2 separate regions of the Mus musculus genome follow, and region 2 is linked to region 1. The links are chromatin contacts, called in public Hi-C maps. All regions are on one chromosome and are shown on one strand. The core of a region is the stretch at or near the end of the contact, and the rest is flanking DNA. Distances in the headings are between cores, read along the strand shown.

Region 1 (7,666 bases), core at 1,788-4,287:
CATGTTTTTCCACAGTGTTTAGTGGAATGTGGCCTGAAGTGTTCTGGGTCCGATGAGGGAAGTCATCTAGCTACATTGATGGCTGGAAGACCAACTCTACTTTCTCGTTTTATCCTAATGTGATGGTGGTTTAGACTCGTTTAAGAATTTGTTTCATCTGTTTTAAATGTATGGACTGGAGTTCTTCACAGTCCTGCTGTATTCTTTAGTAACACCTTTCCTCCTTCTAAGGCCATTCATCTTTTTCTTGATTGGACCCCTAGACCTTTGTGGTCAGCATGTCAGACTCTTCTGGACACCAACTATTTTATTCTACTTTACTTTTGTCTTCCAATTTTTTTTAGCCAATTTTTCCATTGTCAGCTAGGTATTTTCATCTTTAGTAACTTTGAGTCTTCCACTATTAAAAATGTACATTTGACAAGTAGGACTTAGCATTGGGAAAATGGCCAATTTCTTCCTTCTTACATATTTTTAACTTTCTGGTGCCCTTGAAATAGCCTGTTATATCAACTAAGGAGATGCATTTAAGCCTTTACATTCTCTCTGTAGTACTAGCTATAGCACAAGTCCAGAAATCCCGATAATTTGTGTTTTTATCTTTCTAATGTCTAATGTGACTTGCGTGTTATTTTAAAATGTTCTGTGCCTCGGTTTCAGTGGATTATGATAACAGTGTGCATGTGCTCAGAGGACATGGTTTGCTTTACAGATGGGTTACTATCTTGTGAAATTTGGTGCATGTTCTTTTACATGTTGGATTTTACAAAGATGCTGGATTTAAGAAGCTCAACACCTTACTTCCTCATACTGACTGACATTTCTGTCAGTCTCACATACCAATTATTGGTAAAATATGGTTTGAAATTTTCTTCTGTCTTAGTGGATTTTCAGTTCCTTCTTGGTAGTTCTATCAGCTCTTGCTTCATATACATTTAAAATTATAATAGTAGCACCTTTTTGATTGCGGCCATTTGGACTGTGTGTGAGCGTGTCTGTGTGTGTGTATCTGTGTATACACATGCACATGCAAACGTAGAGGCCAGAGGTTATTGTGGACTGTATTCCTGTTTTTCTTCCCCTTACTTTTTAACTTTATTTGCTATTATTGTGTTTGTAGCACAGGAGGGGTGGTATATACATCTCATAGCTCACCTGCAGAAGTCAAAGGACAACTTTTGGGGGGTTTCAGCAGTTGAACTCAGGTCATCAGGCTCAGGCTTGTGCAACAAGCATTTTTGTACCCATTAGTCCATCTCACTGACATCTTCCTTGTTCTTAGACAGGTCTCTCACTGGTAAGGAGTTTACCAGTTGGCTACCCCGGCTGGCCATTCCCCCGCCTCACCCCCGCCCCAGGATCATCCTGTCTCGTCTCTACTTCCCAATGTTAGAGTGCCAAGTGTCCACTGCCATCCTTAGCTTTTTATGTGGATGCTGGGGTGTTGAACTCAGCCCTCATGCTTCCATGAGCAAGCACTTTACCCATAATGCTCAGCTCACTGAAGCTTTCAACATTATTTTGTGTGTTTCAGAAATATTTTTCCCTCAAGTACACTTTGGTATTCATAGAACCAGACAGTTTTTTTGCTTATCTTTATCTTGTATTTTTCCCTGTACGTGTACATTCCTAGCACCCCTATATTTGAAAGCTAAACTTAATTAAGTTGAATTAAGAAGAATTCCATTCTGAATCCACTGATACCTTTGTCTTTGCCTTCTCCATTGGGGTAAATGCTCTTTAAAGCAAATCCTGTGACTTAGCACAGTACTTTTTTGTGTGGATGAATGAAACAGAAAATGAAAGTTGTACCAGTATACTCAGTGTATCATAAGTTAGGTTTCTTGGAAGCAGAGGCCAAGATGGATATTGTGAGGGGCTAGGCTCTTAGTATCCAGTGGTGGCTTACAGCTCTCTGGGGCTCAGGAGTACCTTGAATTTCTGAACTTTTGTTCACCTCTTGAGTGCTGGAATTACAGATGTATGCCATCATGCCTGGGTTTTGCAGTGCTGGAGAGTAACCCAGGATTTTGTGCATGCAAGCCAAGCACTCCACTAACTGATCTGTATCTCCCACGTTGACATTTACTCTTGTACGAGAGATTTTTGTTTGAGTGACTACTCTTGGTGAAACCAGTAAAAGTGAATGGAAATCAGAAAGGTTAGGACAGAGAACTGGGGAAGGTGGATGGTGAGCGAGCTGAGTCTAGGAGAACTGGAACATGAAGCAGAAGTATCCTTGTCTGAGGCCAGGGGGATACACAGCACCTCAAAGGGGAGAGGGTACAACTTGCCAGTCATTTTAAAGATGGTTCCCATGAGCTAAGAGGAATTCTCACAAGATCAAGGCAGCATGTGCTCCAAGCATATACCAGCAATGGCATCTGAGGAATATGCAAACCAGCATTGTCAAGATCTAAACTGGGCACAGTGGTGGCATGGACAGAAAAATGGGCAAAAGACACAGGCAGGACTGTGTTTCACATCACCTCTGAAATGGAGGGCAATGATGGAGATGCTGAGCAGAGAGCTTCTTACCCCTTCCCCCATCCCACCTCCCACCCTACACTTTTCTAGGCCAGTCGGCTTGCCCTGGGGTGAGAATCAAAATGGGAGTTACACAGTGGGCTGTCTACTCCTGAGACAGAGGCAGGAAGCAGGAGTGGGTTCTGCATAGCTTCCCTCCCACAGTTCCACTGTAGCATGGCTGAGGACATGGGCCGAGTGGAAAAACTTTAGATCCTGCAACAACTCAAGGAGAACTTAATAGATTTGTCAAGGACAGCAATTTCATCTCTGAAGAAAGGTGACTCTGGTCAGGTAGAACATACCCCTGGGATGAGCTTTAATGATCTTCTACCTTTGGAAGCGTTACAGTCCAGAACAGCAAGCCAGCTTCCTGACAGCAAGCCTCCTCCCTAGGATTGGCGTATGCTTGCTTGGAAAATGAGTTTTGAGCCTTTGGAGAGTCTAAGCCGTCTGTGGTGTTTACAACACTGCCTTACTATCCAGTAGCTAAGTGTGGTCTAATTCTGACAGATGGCTCTCCAGGGAAATGTTCCTTCAGATTGGATTATGCCTGCATGCTGAAATGCTCTAATTAAGGGGAGTCTAAATAAACATGGTGGGGGAGTGAGGGGAGCTGCTTCTTAGGGAGATGCTTTGGAAAGCAGCCATGTTTGCAGACTTTATCTCCCCTGCCCCACTCTCGGGCTAGTGGGAAATCTAGGCCATTGCTCTGCTAAAGACAGGAAGCACTGGGTCAGTGGCCAGTCAGGCTTCATTTCTTCCAGAGCCCATCCTCTCCAGCGCGTCCCCATCTGGTTTCTTCCCTGGTTAACTGTCGCAGTGTGAAACACCCAGCATACATGTTAGGATTAAGATGAGCTTGACTGACTTTTAAAAATTCCAACTGACCTACAAATTCAGCTCTGCCACACATCACTAGCATTTCTCTTAGAAGCCTGGTACATTGGTTTTTAAGTTATTTAACACTGAAAGATACTGTTTTTGAGAATAACATTTCTCCTTCCCCGCCCCCAACCTTCCCTTTTTTCTCCACTTTCTTTTCTTCCTGTGGTCACCCTTCATTTTTTCCCTTGTGCTATCAGTAAGACCCAGGGTCTTGCACATGTGAAACTGCACCTCAAACCTTGTGTGTGTGTGTGTGTGTGTGTGTACCAGTCTGTCTGTCTGTCTGTCTGTCTGTCTGTCTGTCTGTCTGTGACTGTCTGTGTGTGTGTTATGGAATACATGTGGAGGTGAAAGTTCTCTCCTTTCTGTGTGTAGATTCTAGGGGTTGAACTAAGGTCTTCAGTCTCGGCAGCAAGTACCTTTACCTACTAAGCCACACATACCACCAGCCATTCATTACCTTTTGAAATATTTACCAAGTTGAAACCTAAATCACTACAGAGGAAAGTACATCCTGGTGTCAGATATTTATTGGGTGGATTTTTACATAGCTGGCTTGGGGGAAAAGTCTACCTTGCAAGTCAAGGAGTGATTTTTGGGTCAGAACCTGAGCTCTTGGTCTGTCTCATAGGCTTCGTTCATTGACCGTCTACATGGAGGCAACATTTTAGGTAGTGAGGGCCTGATGGGTGCTGTTGTTTAGAAGTTTAGAAGGGACAGATCGTAAATAAATTACACAGAGTGCTTACATTTGTGGGTGGCACTGTGACAGAGATGCCAGTCAATGTTTCAACCTCCTTGGAGGACATAACATTAAAGACTAAAAGGTAGGTTAGGAGTTTGCCTAGATAAGGGGGAAGTCCACAACAAAGAAACTGGATGTGTAAAAGCCCTGCAATAGGAACAGTGTTGTCAAGTCTAGAGACACATCTTGCAGGGTGATTAAAAAGAAAAACAGGGAAGAGACAAGAACTCAAACAGGGTCAGTAAGGAGGGAGTTGTAGTCAAGAGTACACATTTGGGTCTTGAAGAATCTTGAGCCACCCAGTAACATGAATAGATATGTCTTCTTAAAACATTCCTCTACATTATGAACTAACCAGTACCCCGGAGCTCTTGACTCTAGCTGCATATGTATCAAAAGATGGCCTAGTCGGCCATCACTGGAAAGAGAGGCCCATTGGACATGCAAACTGTATATGCCCCAGTACAGGGGAACGCCAGGGCCAAAAAAATGGGAATGGGTGGGTAGGGAAGTGGGGGGGAGGGTATGGGGGACTTTTGGGATAGCATTGGAAATGTAATTGAGGAAAATATGTAATAAAAAATATTTTTAAAAAAATTCCTCTCTAGCTACACGCAGAATGGACTCATTCTGAGAGGCAGAGTCAGCATGTTGTTAAAGGCTAGAGGGAGAGGGTTAACTCTCTCCAGTGTGGAGGTCCCAGACAGGAGGAAAGCAGCAGATTCAAGATGCATTTTAAAGCAGTCTTATTGAGGGATAATTGCCATCCAATAAAGTGCATATGTTTGAAGTATGCAGTTTGACAATATTTGACATGTGTATACATTTGTGAAAACACCCCCCATAATCACAGTAATGAACATACTCTTTATCCCAAAACTCTGTGTTCCTTTGTAACCTCCCTGCCTGCACTGCCTGGCACCCATCTCCAAGCCTTTAGGCAACAGGATCTGCTTTCTGTCACTCTGGATTAGTTACCATTTCCTAGGATTTATATAAGTCAGAATCATACAGAGTTTGCGTTAGCATCTCCAGTCAGAATAATTATTGTGGGGTTTATCCATCCTTGTATGTGTCTGTAGTTCCATTCTTCCCCTGCCAGTCTCATGGCAGAGGTGTCCCCACTGCTGGCTGCTGGAGGGCCTCGCCTGTGGGCGAGCACTGGTTTACTTTCAGTTTGGGTTGTTACAAATAAAGTTGTCAAAAGCATCATGTTTTATATGGACACCTTCTTTCACACACTCACCTTGGGACAGAATGACTGGGTCATGCTGTAGGCCTATGTTATGTCCTCCAAAGCTATGGTTTATGCTTTCATCCTCTCAGCATTTGCTTTGGAAGGGGAAAGTCCTCATTTTTGTTAAGTCTATTTTATTAATCTCGTCTTTATTTTGAATGTGCTGTTTTAGTAGTGTGTCAAAGGGATCTTTATGTAACCCAAAGTCATATAGTATGGCTTTCTGTTCTTGAAACTGTGTCTTCTTACCTCTGACATTTATGGCGTTGATCCACTTGAGCTAAGATCTATGGATGTAGTATGAGGTATGAAATATTTTGTGTGTGTGGTGTTCAATTGTTCCAGCAACATTTCTCAAAAAGATTATACTTTATCCACATAATTGCCTTCTATATTTTTGGAGAAAATCAACTGATTGTATACTTTATTCTGGACTCTTTATTCTTTTCCATTGCTCTATTTATCTATCTTTATTCCACAATATTTGAATTGTAGATTTGTTAAGTCCTAAAGTCAGGCAGTCTGCATGCTCTAACTTTGCCCTACTTTTCCAGAATTGTTTTGGTTTTTCTACATTCTTTGCATCTCTGTATGTATTTTATAATCAGCTTATATATACATAATCTTTTGGGGATTTTGATTAAGATTGCATCTAATATAAAATCATCTGGAAACATTGAAGTTTCAAAAATACTGAGCCTTCCCAGTCACATTCAGTACATCTTCTTCAGTTCTCCTCACCCATGGCCCTCTGGTGGCTCCCGTTTTCCTTTCTGGTGCTTTGGCTTTCAGACGCTGGCTGCATTTGTCTCTGTAGACTCTCTTGAGCTGGACGAGCCATCTACCCTCTGCCTGGATTCCTGTGCTGTACCTTAGAAACTCTAGGTGTTAGCTCCACCATCTACTCTCATCTCCCATCTCTCATAGACCAAGTCTTCACTTTTTTTAAAATTAGGTATTTATTTCATTTACGTTTCCAATGCTATCCCAAAAGTCCCCCACACGCTCCCCCACCCACTCCCCCACCCTCCCACTCCCACTTCTTGGCCCTGGCGTTCCCCTGTACTGAGGCATATAAAGTTTGCACGACCAATGGGCCTCTCTTTCCACTGATGGCCGACTAGGCCATCTTCTGATACATATGCAGCTAGAGACACAAGCTCCTGGGGGTACTGGTTAGTTCATATTGTTGTTCCACCTATAGGGTTGCTAATCCCTTTAGCTCCTTGGTTACTTTTTCTAGCTCCTCCATTGGGGGCCCTGTGATCCATCCAGTAGCTGACTGTGAGCATCCACTTCTGTGTTTGCTAGGCCCCAGCATAGTCTCAAGTCTTCACTTTTGATGTTGTGTTTTAGAAACCATTGTATCATTAAGGCCTCCCCTCCCAAAAGATTGATCTTGTGTTGAATTTGGAAAAAGTCAAAGATGGGAGATTTTTCTGGCTTACAGCATGAACAACCTAAAGAAAGATGTTGTGTTTAGTGTGAGTATCAGTCCTAAGGTAAAGCACAGGTAGGGTGTTTGTCACTGCCCATTGAGCCTGACTGAGTTCAATCCCCAGAGCCCACATGGTGGAAAGAAAGAACCAATTCCTAAAGGTTGTCCTCTGACTCCACGTGTGTGCACTCCACACCCCCCTCATAATATATACATAAGTCATATGTAAAAAGAGAGGGTCTTTTATACATGAGAAGGATAGATGAGTATAAAACTGGAGCTTATAAGCAAGGCTCAAAGTAGAAACATAAATTGTCACCATTCACTGTCCATGCCATTTTGGATTTTAGACATTGGTAAAATGATTTAATATTATATAATTAATAATGTAGATGATAACGGAGGTGGTTGTGGGATGAGTTCCTAAAGAACACTGTAGAATTTAATTGGAGAAGACCTTAAAGTAATCAGAAGTGGGATAGCCCAAGAAGCAAAGTGGCCAACTATATTATGGTATGTTTCATGGAATCATGAGAGGGAGATGGGTTAGAAACTAAACTGATGTCACTTAAGAAAGTCTCGAAAAGAAACTCCTGGATCCTGAGACAGGAAAGTATTCAGTCACTTTAGATAATGTCCAGTTTAAGATGAGAAAGGGAACAGAAACCAGAAAGGGTTCCCTGCCTCCACTGAGCTGGTAAGAACTAGTTTGGCTGTAATTCTTTGGAGGTAAGAGCAGATCCTGGCAATGCAAGGAAGAGGGTGTTAAAGAGCAGATGAAAGCCACTGGAAGTTAAGAGCAGGTAAGGTCCAGGCTGCAGTGCAACTTTTG
Region 2 (7,427 bases), core at 565-3,064, 73 kb after region 1:
CCTACCTCATCAGGAGCTTATGGATGCATTCTGCTGATAAATCTGTGGGGTTTCAAACAAAACAAAATTCCAAACAAGGTTCATACACTGAGAAACAAATATGTAACCCAATATGAATGAGGGGTTTCTACTACCTCCCAAGAGAAAATGGCTGGACAAGAGGAGACAGAGTGGGTAGCATGATCCTGCTGGGGTACTCCTAGAAGCTGAGATTGTTCATTGTTTTGTAGAATCTCACCATTCCACTCTCCAACATCCTCACTTAAAGGAGAACACTTTCAATTGACCTCTCTTCCCCTCTGAGGGTAGAGTTGGAAGTCCCTTTCCTTTGCCTAGGCAGTGATTAATCCATTGTAGCTGCCTTCATCCTCCATAACATTTTAAGACTTATTCTTTTGAATAAAACAAAATATTTGTGAACAGGTGCCTAACACTTTGCCAAACTAAGGCAAATGCTCATTTCATCCCCATAGCTAAGTAGACATAGTTTGTTTAATAACAGTTCTGATGTCACCTGGTGCTGTGTTCTGTGTGATTCATACCTAGCAAGAGTTCCATGTGCCCAGGATAGAACTCGTGACCCATATTTTGGGGCACACTATGAATGAATCACAGAGAAGCACAACCTGTAAACATGGAAATCACCCCAGGAATGCTGAACAGCTGAGAGGCTGGAGGGATGACAGGGATACGTGTCTCTGGCCAGCTCAGCTATTAAGTCAGTGGCTCAAACTTCTTCAACTGTAGCATGTCCACTTAACCCTGAACTGTCCACCTCTGGATGCAGCTCCTGATGTCACAGATTTGATTGTTGCTGAGTTCAAAGTCAAGTCCAGGATCACCCAAAAGCCACAGAAGTGTGGTAATAAGGGCTGTGTCTGCTCTGTATATCATGGCATTTCTTACCTTTCCTGTAGCACCTAGAACATTGTTTTATACATCAAAACAATTCTTAAAATGCTAACGAGGAAGAGAGCAGTTGTGGTGTCATATACCACCCTAGAAGATGCTCATGGTGTCCCATTATGCATTCACAGTGGAAAGTCAATGTCAAGGACTGGGTTTTTTTTTTTTTAATGAAGATTTTAGGCATAAAATAGTGAGAATCTACAAAATAATGAACAAATATCAACTTCCAGAGGAATTCCCTCATTTCCATTCATCTCCAGGTTTTTATGGTTGGTGTTGAATGAACATATAATGGTTTGCATAACTATCATACAAGAACTGAGCTCTTGAAGAATCCTTGGTCACGATTAGACTAACCAGGTTGGTGGAGGCAGTCAGTCATTCCTGTCTATTGTGGCAAGAGTTGATGGAGAATATAAGTTGGCCTGTGGGTCCCCAGTGAGGTGCAGACCCGGAACTGTCATGATGCCACAGATCTTCCTGGATGTAGGAGCTCCAGCACAACAGAGTTGACTTAGGAGTGCCCCAGCTGAGTCTACTGTCTAGCCTCTAGGGCACAGAGTCGGTACCTGCTAACTGATCTGAAAACTTGTCCTGGCAACAGAACGAACAGGAGGAAAGATTTCCTGTAGCAAGGAAGAGCGAGCAGTGCAGCGCACAAAGACAGCAATGGGCAAGGATTCAGGAACACTCAATGAGAATACCTGCCCTCCCCAAGCAAGGCTCTGCTCCCTCGTAGACTGGCCCTACAGGGATGCCTGAGCTGGTGGTGACCGACTTAAAGATCCAGCAGAGGCTGTAACATATTTTGCTTAAAACTACAGCTGGTTTATAATTTTGGCCTCAGACAGTAATTACAGCTGCCAGGGCTCCTCTGAGAGATAATTACGGGAAGAATTCAGCACACTCATTTTATCTACACACTTAACCATCAATTAAATCATTACCATCTAATCCTATCCCAGAGTCTAGGAATGTTCTGTGAATATATAATTTTGAAGACATTGAAGTTTGTTTTCAGATGATTTTAAGTGAAAAATTGCTCAATTTCCATAGCCCACACAGGCCCCTGGGCATGTTATCTCTATGAAGGCAGAGCCAGTGTCTCCTAGCCTGTGGTGACTGCCCCTCTGGAGGCCTGTGCTACATAGAGGACTGAGCTAAGATGGGTTTGCCCTGGGCTACAACTCTCCATTCACTCAAACTCAGGAGTGGGTCTTTTCTCATTGGAAGTTCAGGGCTCCAGAGTCTGACCACTGAATTTGTACTTTGACTTTTCTGAGCTGTGTGTCTCTGAACAGGTTGTTAAAATTTATTTAAGCCAGATTAGTCAACTTTTCAAGTACACAAATATAGATCCTACCAAATAGGGAGGGCTGTTGCCAATCTTACATGAGACAATGAATGTAATATGTTTAGCACAGGGCCTGGTATTTACTGGATGCTATGTAGGTTTTAATAGTCAGTGTTATTTGGTATATTAGTATGCACAGGGAAGGAGGGAAGCAGGTGGAGAATAGGAGGGTCTAAAAATATTATTCCAGGCTCTGAGAGCACTTGGGATGATGGACTGGTATTGACCCTGGGATAATGCTTTGGGCCTCAACATCTAGCCTTGGACTTCACAGCCTCTAACCTCTTGGTCCTTACCTTCCTCAAGGTAACCCACCTGAAAGCCTCTCTGTCTTACCCTATACCCCTGTCCTGGGTAATTTTATGTCAACTTGACAGAGTCTAGAATAATCTGAGAGGAGGGAACCAAAACTGAAAAAATATCTCTATTAGATTAGGCTACAGGCAAGCCTGTAGGGCATTTTCTTAATTAGTGATTGAGGTGGGTGATCTCACCCCTGGGCCGATAGTTCTGGATTCTATAAGACAGCAGAGTGAGTACGCCATGAGAGTCAGTAAGCAACACTTCTCCCGTGGCTACTGCATCAGCTCCTGCCTCCAGGTTCTTGCCCTAACTGCTTTAGATGATAAACTGTTATATGGAAATGTGAATGAAATAAACCCTGCCCTCCCCAAATTGTTCTTACATGCTGTCTAATCACAGAAATACTAACCCTAAGGAACCCCTTATCCCCTGACCCAGCTGCCCATCAAACCGTGCCCTGATACTTTTCCAGGAGCTTGGGGCACTGCCAGCTCCACCAGCCTGCTATCTTACATTGCTCTCACACCAGCTTTGAAGGGTTAACAGTCAAACATGACCGTGCCCCATTGTTTATTCTTACCATTTTTTGTTTTCTCTCATAAAATTTTCTTTTCAGGCGCACGGGGGGTTGGGGGGGTAGGGGGGGCTAATGATCCACAAGGGTGAAACTGCTTCCTGCCCTCCTTACCCCAAAGAGATAAGCTTTTAAAGTACATATTTCAGTTGGCATGTAGTAATTGCATACATTCATGAGTTATAATATATAACATTTTAATACCTATATTCAGTATGTAATAATCAAATGAGAGTAATTGGCATATTTATTATTTCTTTGTAAGATATACCAATTAATTGTTGTAAGCCATAGCTTTCTAGCTGTGCTATAGAATATGATAATATAGAATGATAATATAATGATAATATAGAATGATATCCCAGAGAGAATTCCTCCAATAAGCTAGATGTTTGCACAGAACTAGCCCCTCAAACTCAGTACCTGACACTGGGGTGTCAGAGATGCTTTCTATGCATTGGGGCTCTAGGAGAGTCTTTCTGTCAGCCAGCCCTTCAAGACTGCCACACCAGTCCTCAGCTAGAGTCCATCCTGCCTACAGCACGTGGTGCTCCCTTGCTGAAGTCACTGAAAAGCCCAGCTTTTGTAGTTAGTTTGGAACTGACCACAGAGCTGAGTTTTTTACTAGAATGAGCAACAACTCTGTGGGAGTCCACACACAGACACAGCATGAATGCAGACTGGATGCCAAGCTAGCCTAAAGACCAGACACTAGACCTTACAGCCGAGCTTAACCCAGAGCTGGGGGCTGTAGAGAGAATGAGAGCCTCCAACTCCTTAAGTCATCATATCAGGAATGTCCAGTAATTATGCTCAGAAATAATCATGATCATCATTGGGAGAAATAAAGAAGATATTGATTTGTGTGCAGAAGACCTACAAGGGTACATAGTACTTAGTGTATGCTGTGTGTGTAATAGAGTTAGTGTAGTTATTGGGATTAAAGGAGGCTGACAGAGTCCTGGCCAGAACCCCTGATTCTTCTCCTCCTTTGAGAGCTCCCAGGGGATTTCCATTTGGACTAGCCTTCCAATACGGTAATTGCCTAGCCCAGAGACATTATGACAAGCCCCTGACCTCTTATTGAAGCTCAGAGCAGTCCTTTAAAAAAATCAGATCTTCGATCTATCCAGATCAAGGAAAGGCAAAGCATTCCTGACACCCCCATTACACTTGTTTGGAATATATTTTGATGGCCTGCTCTATATGGGGTGAACAGACATTTATGTCTCCTGAGGAAAAGGCACACAACATTTACATACATATCACTGTGAGATTTGATGCATCAAAGAAGCCCTTCACCAGAGCTGACTTGGTCTTAGCACCATGCCCTTTAGTCTCTAAATCTATGAACTAAGTAAATAAACCTCTTTATAAAAACGATCCTGACTCAGATGTTTCATGTTAGTAATGAGAACTGGACTATTACAGCACTTAGCAACAAGCTCTCCTGAGAAGGTAGACCTTCGCAATAGCTGTTGTAGCCTTGGTCCATCCCAGGCTCACTCTTCGGTTGGTGATTCAGTCTCTGGGATCCCCCAAGGGTCCAGGTTAGTTGACTCTTCAGGTTCCTCAATCTTTCTCCTAACTGTTCCATAAGACTCCTCAAGATCCATCTAATGTTTGAATATGAGTCTCTACATCTCTTCTGATTGGCTACTGGGTAGAGCCTTAGAGGACAGTTACGTCAGGTTCCTGTCATGCATGTCCTTTTGGGTCTGGGTTACCTCACTCAGGGTGATATTTACTAGTTCCATCCATTTGCCTGCGAAATTAACGATATCCCTTTTTTAATGCCTGAGTAGTATTCCATTGTGCAGATACACCACATTTTCTTTATCCATTCTTCAATTGAGAGACATCTAGGTTGTTTCCAGCTTCTGGATATTATGAATAAAGCTGCTGTGAACATAGTGTCCTTGCAGGACAGTGGATCATCTTTTGGGTATGTGCCCAGAAGTGGTATAGCCGGGTCTTGAGGTAGAACTATTCCCAACTATTCCCAGTCTTCTAAGAGACCACCAAATTGATTTCCAGAGTGATCGTACAAGTTTTCACTCCCACCAGCAATGGAGGACTGTTCCCCTTCCTCCACAACCTCACCAGCATGTGCTGTCCTTTGAGTTTTTGATCTTAGCCATTCTAATGGGTGTAAGGTAGAATCTCAGAGTCATTTTGATGTGCATTTCTCTGATGACTAAGGACATTGTACATTTCTTTAGGTGTTTCTCGGCCATTCAAGATTCCTTTGTTGAGAATTTTCTGTTTAATTCTGTACCCCATTTTTAAATTGGGCGATTTGAATTGTTTGTGTCTAACTTCTTGAGTGCTTTATATATTTTGGATATTAGCCCTCTGACAGTTGTAGTATTAGTAAAGATGAGCAGCTTAGTCTTCATGGGAGTCCCCAAACAACTGGAGCAGGGACTCTCCCTGAGCCTGATGTCTGCTTGCCTGCCTATGGATCCCCGCCCCTAAATGGACTACATTTTGGCCTCAGTAGGAGGGGATGTGCCTAGTCCCACAGTGACTTAATGTGTGTGGGTGGATATTAGTGGGGGCTGACACCCAGAATGGGATAGAATAGGGGGAAGACTTGTGTGAAGGGGTACCGGGAGGAGAGGAAAGGCTAATACTAGGTTGTAAAGTGAATAAGTAAATTTTAAAAATAAAAATAAATTTCTACACTCTGAAAAGAAGATAGAAAAAGCTACACTCTCCCTCCCCATACCCCCTCCCCATGCTGACAATATCCCACAATTTATCTCATAGCCTGGGATCATCTCCCCCTTAGGAGGAACTTTAAGAACAAACCCTTATGATCTACAACAGCAACACTGGAGTACAGTCAGGCTTCAGGATCCTATAGACCTTGATCCTCTGAGAGTTTGTAAGTGTGAAGCTGAGAAAGTGGAAGGTTCAGAGACAACAGGGAAGGAGGGTGGGAGGTGGGCAAAGCCTGGCCTCTATAGCCATTCACTGGAGTCTTGTCCTTATTCTGAGAGCAGCCTTGATCCTGCAGAGGCCTTGCTTAGATGAGGGGCTGGCTTGAGGCTCTCTTGCCTTTGATGGCCCCTGCTAGATGTGCGCACTGTCCCTACAAGCAGATCTTAGGTCCTCATGCACGGGTACTCATCCCCGCTGTGTCCTGCCACAAGGTAGAAGAACAGGGCAGCAGCACATACCTCCTGCTCTGAGGAAGAAAGCGTTCTTCTTCATGAGGGCCCTGGCCTCAGTAAGGCACCATGCTTTACTTCCCATCTCATACCCTGATTATTCTGCGTCAACTCTCCTGAAAATGGCATCGACACCCATTGTGTCCCTGACATTGTGTCACACAGAGTTCTCTTTTCAGAATTACTGAAGTAGTTTGATAAACTAGCATAACCTGCTTTGTAACAGAACACAGAATTCTCTCAAAATAACTCACCTTTCATAAACCCTCGGACAGAATTCTTCAGTAGGCACAGTGAGTATGAGGGCAGGCCTCTACAGCTTCCCCAGTCTGCTGGCCAGGATGCCTGGTGAGTTAGCTCAAGGATAAAATACCAACAAGCCCTGCTTTACTAGAGTGGTACAGCGGCAGGGCTTGGTCTGGAAAGGAAAACCAAGAGCACAAGGGCCTTGGTCCTCAAGGAATGATAACAGAGAGGAGAGATAAAAGATTGAGGGGGTGTGGGGGGGACATTGTATGTTAAGACAGAGCAGCAAAGGCTGTGAGAAAGAGCGACATCCTCACAGCCCCACCCAGAGATGGCAGAGTCTGGAGGCCTTCTGAAATGGGCCACAGAGAGCTGTGACTCATAGAAAGAACCAGGCTCCAGTAAAGATAAGGAAATATACATAGGACTATAATAAAGTACTAAAGATACAGAGGAGACCAGATGAGATGAATGATGAGAACCACAGGAAGTCTGTGGATGGTGGGAAGAGGGTGCAGGTTCTACGAAAGGGGCTGCAGAGCAGCAGGAAGGATGCAGTAGCCAGAGGAAAATCAATGGGGCGTGGCCTGGCGTGGCCTTGCTGGGTGACCAGGCTGTGCTAGGTTTGAGAAGATAAAGCCTCAGCCCTAGACCATGGCAAGCCTGTTGGAGAGGGGTTCCCCACTCTCTAGCATTTATAAGCATCGGGTCTGATGTACCCTTGTCTTCTCACCACCTTAAACCCTAGCCCGCGTCTCTCCATTCCTGTCCTGACTTCTTTCCAGTGCTGGCTCCTGCCATCCTCATAGGCCAATATGCCTGGTGTGGTGGTTTGAAAGGTTTGGCCCCCATAGATTCATGTCTT

Evidence for each region. A called contact is a pair of places that touch in the nucleus more often than the background predicts.
Region 2: a contact with region 1 is called in a Hi-C map of the N1E-115 cell line, with 3 times the contacts expected there. The contact joins two enhancer-like sites. A contact is called at or near these places in 6 of 484 Hi-C or Micro-C datasets (the N1E-115 cell line, brain, cerebellar granule neurons and 2 more) and 1 of 115 datasets of contacts at active chromatin or transcription factors (embryonic stem cells).

Annotation. Positions count from the first base shown.
Region 1 is chr7:107,452,209-107,459,874 of GRCm38.p6, forward strand. The region is part of intron 3 of Syt9 (synaptotagmin IX); the gene reads left to right. Among named protein-coding and RNA genes, the nearest start is that of Syt9, 85 kb to the left of the region's middle. Within about 2 kb of position 3,038, at least 15 of the 459 cell types and tissues checked have an H3K27ac peak or open chromatin away from gene starts, as enhancers often do. A contact at or near this core is called in the N1E-115 cell line, where this site is marked.
Region 2 is chr7:107,526,542-107,533,968 of GRCm38.p6, forward strand. The region is part of intron 6 of Syt9 (synaptotagmin IX); the gene reads left to right. Among named protein-coding and RNA genes, the nearest start is that of Olfml1, 37 kb to the right of the region's middle. Within about 2 kb of position 1,815, at least 3 of the 459 cell types and tissues checked have an H3K27ac peak or open chromatin away from gene starts, as enhancers often do. A contact at or near this core is called in the N1E-115 cell line, where this site is marked.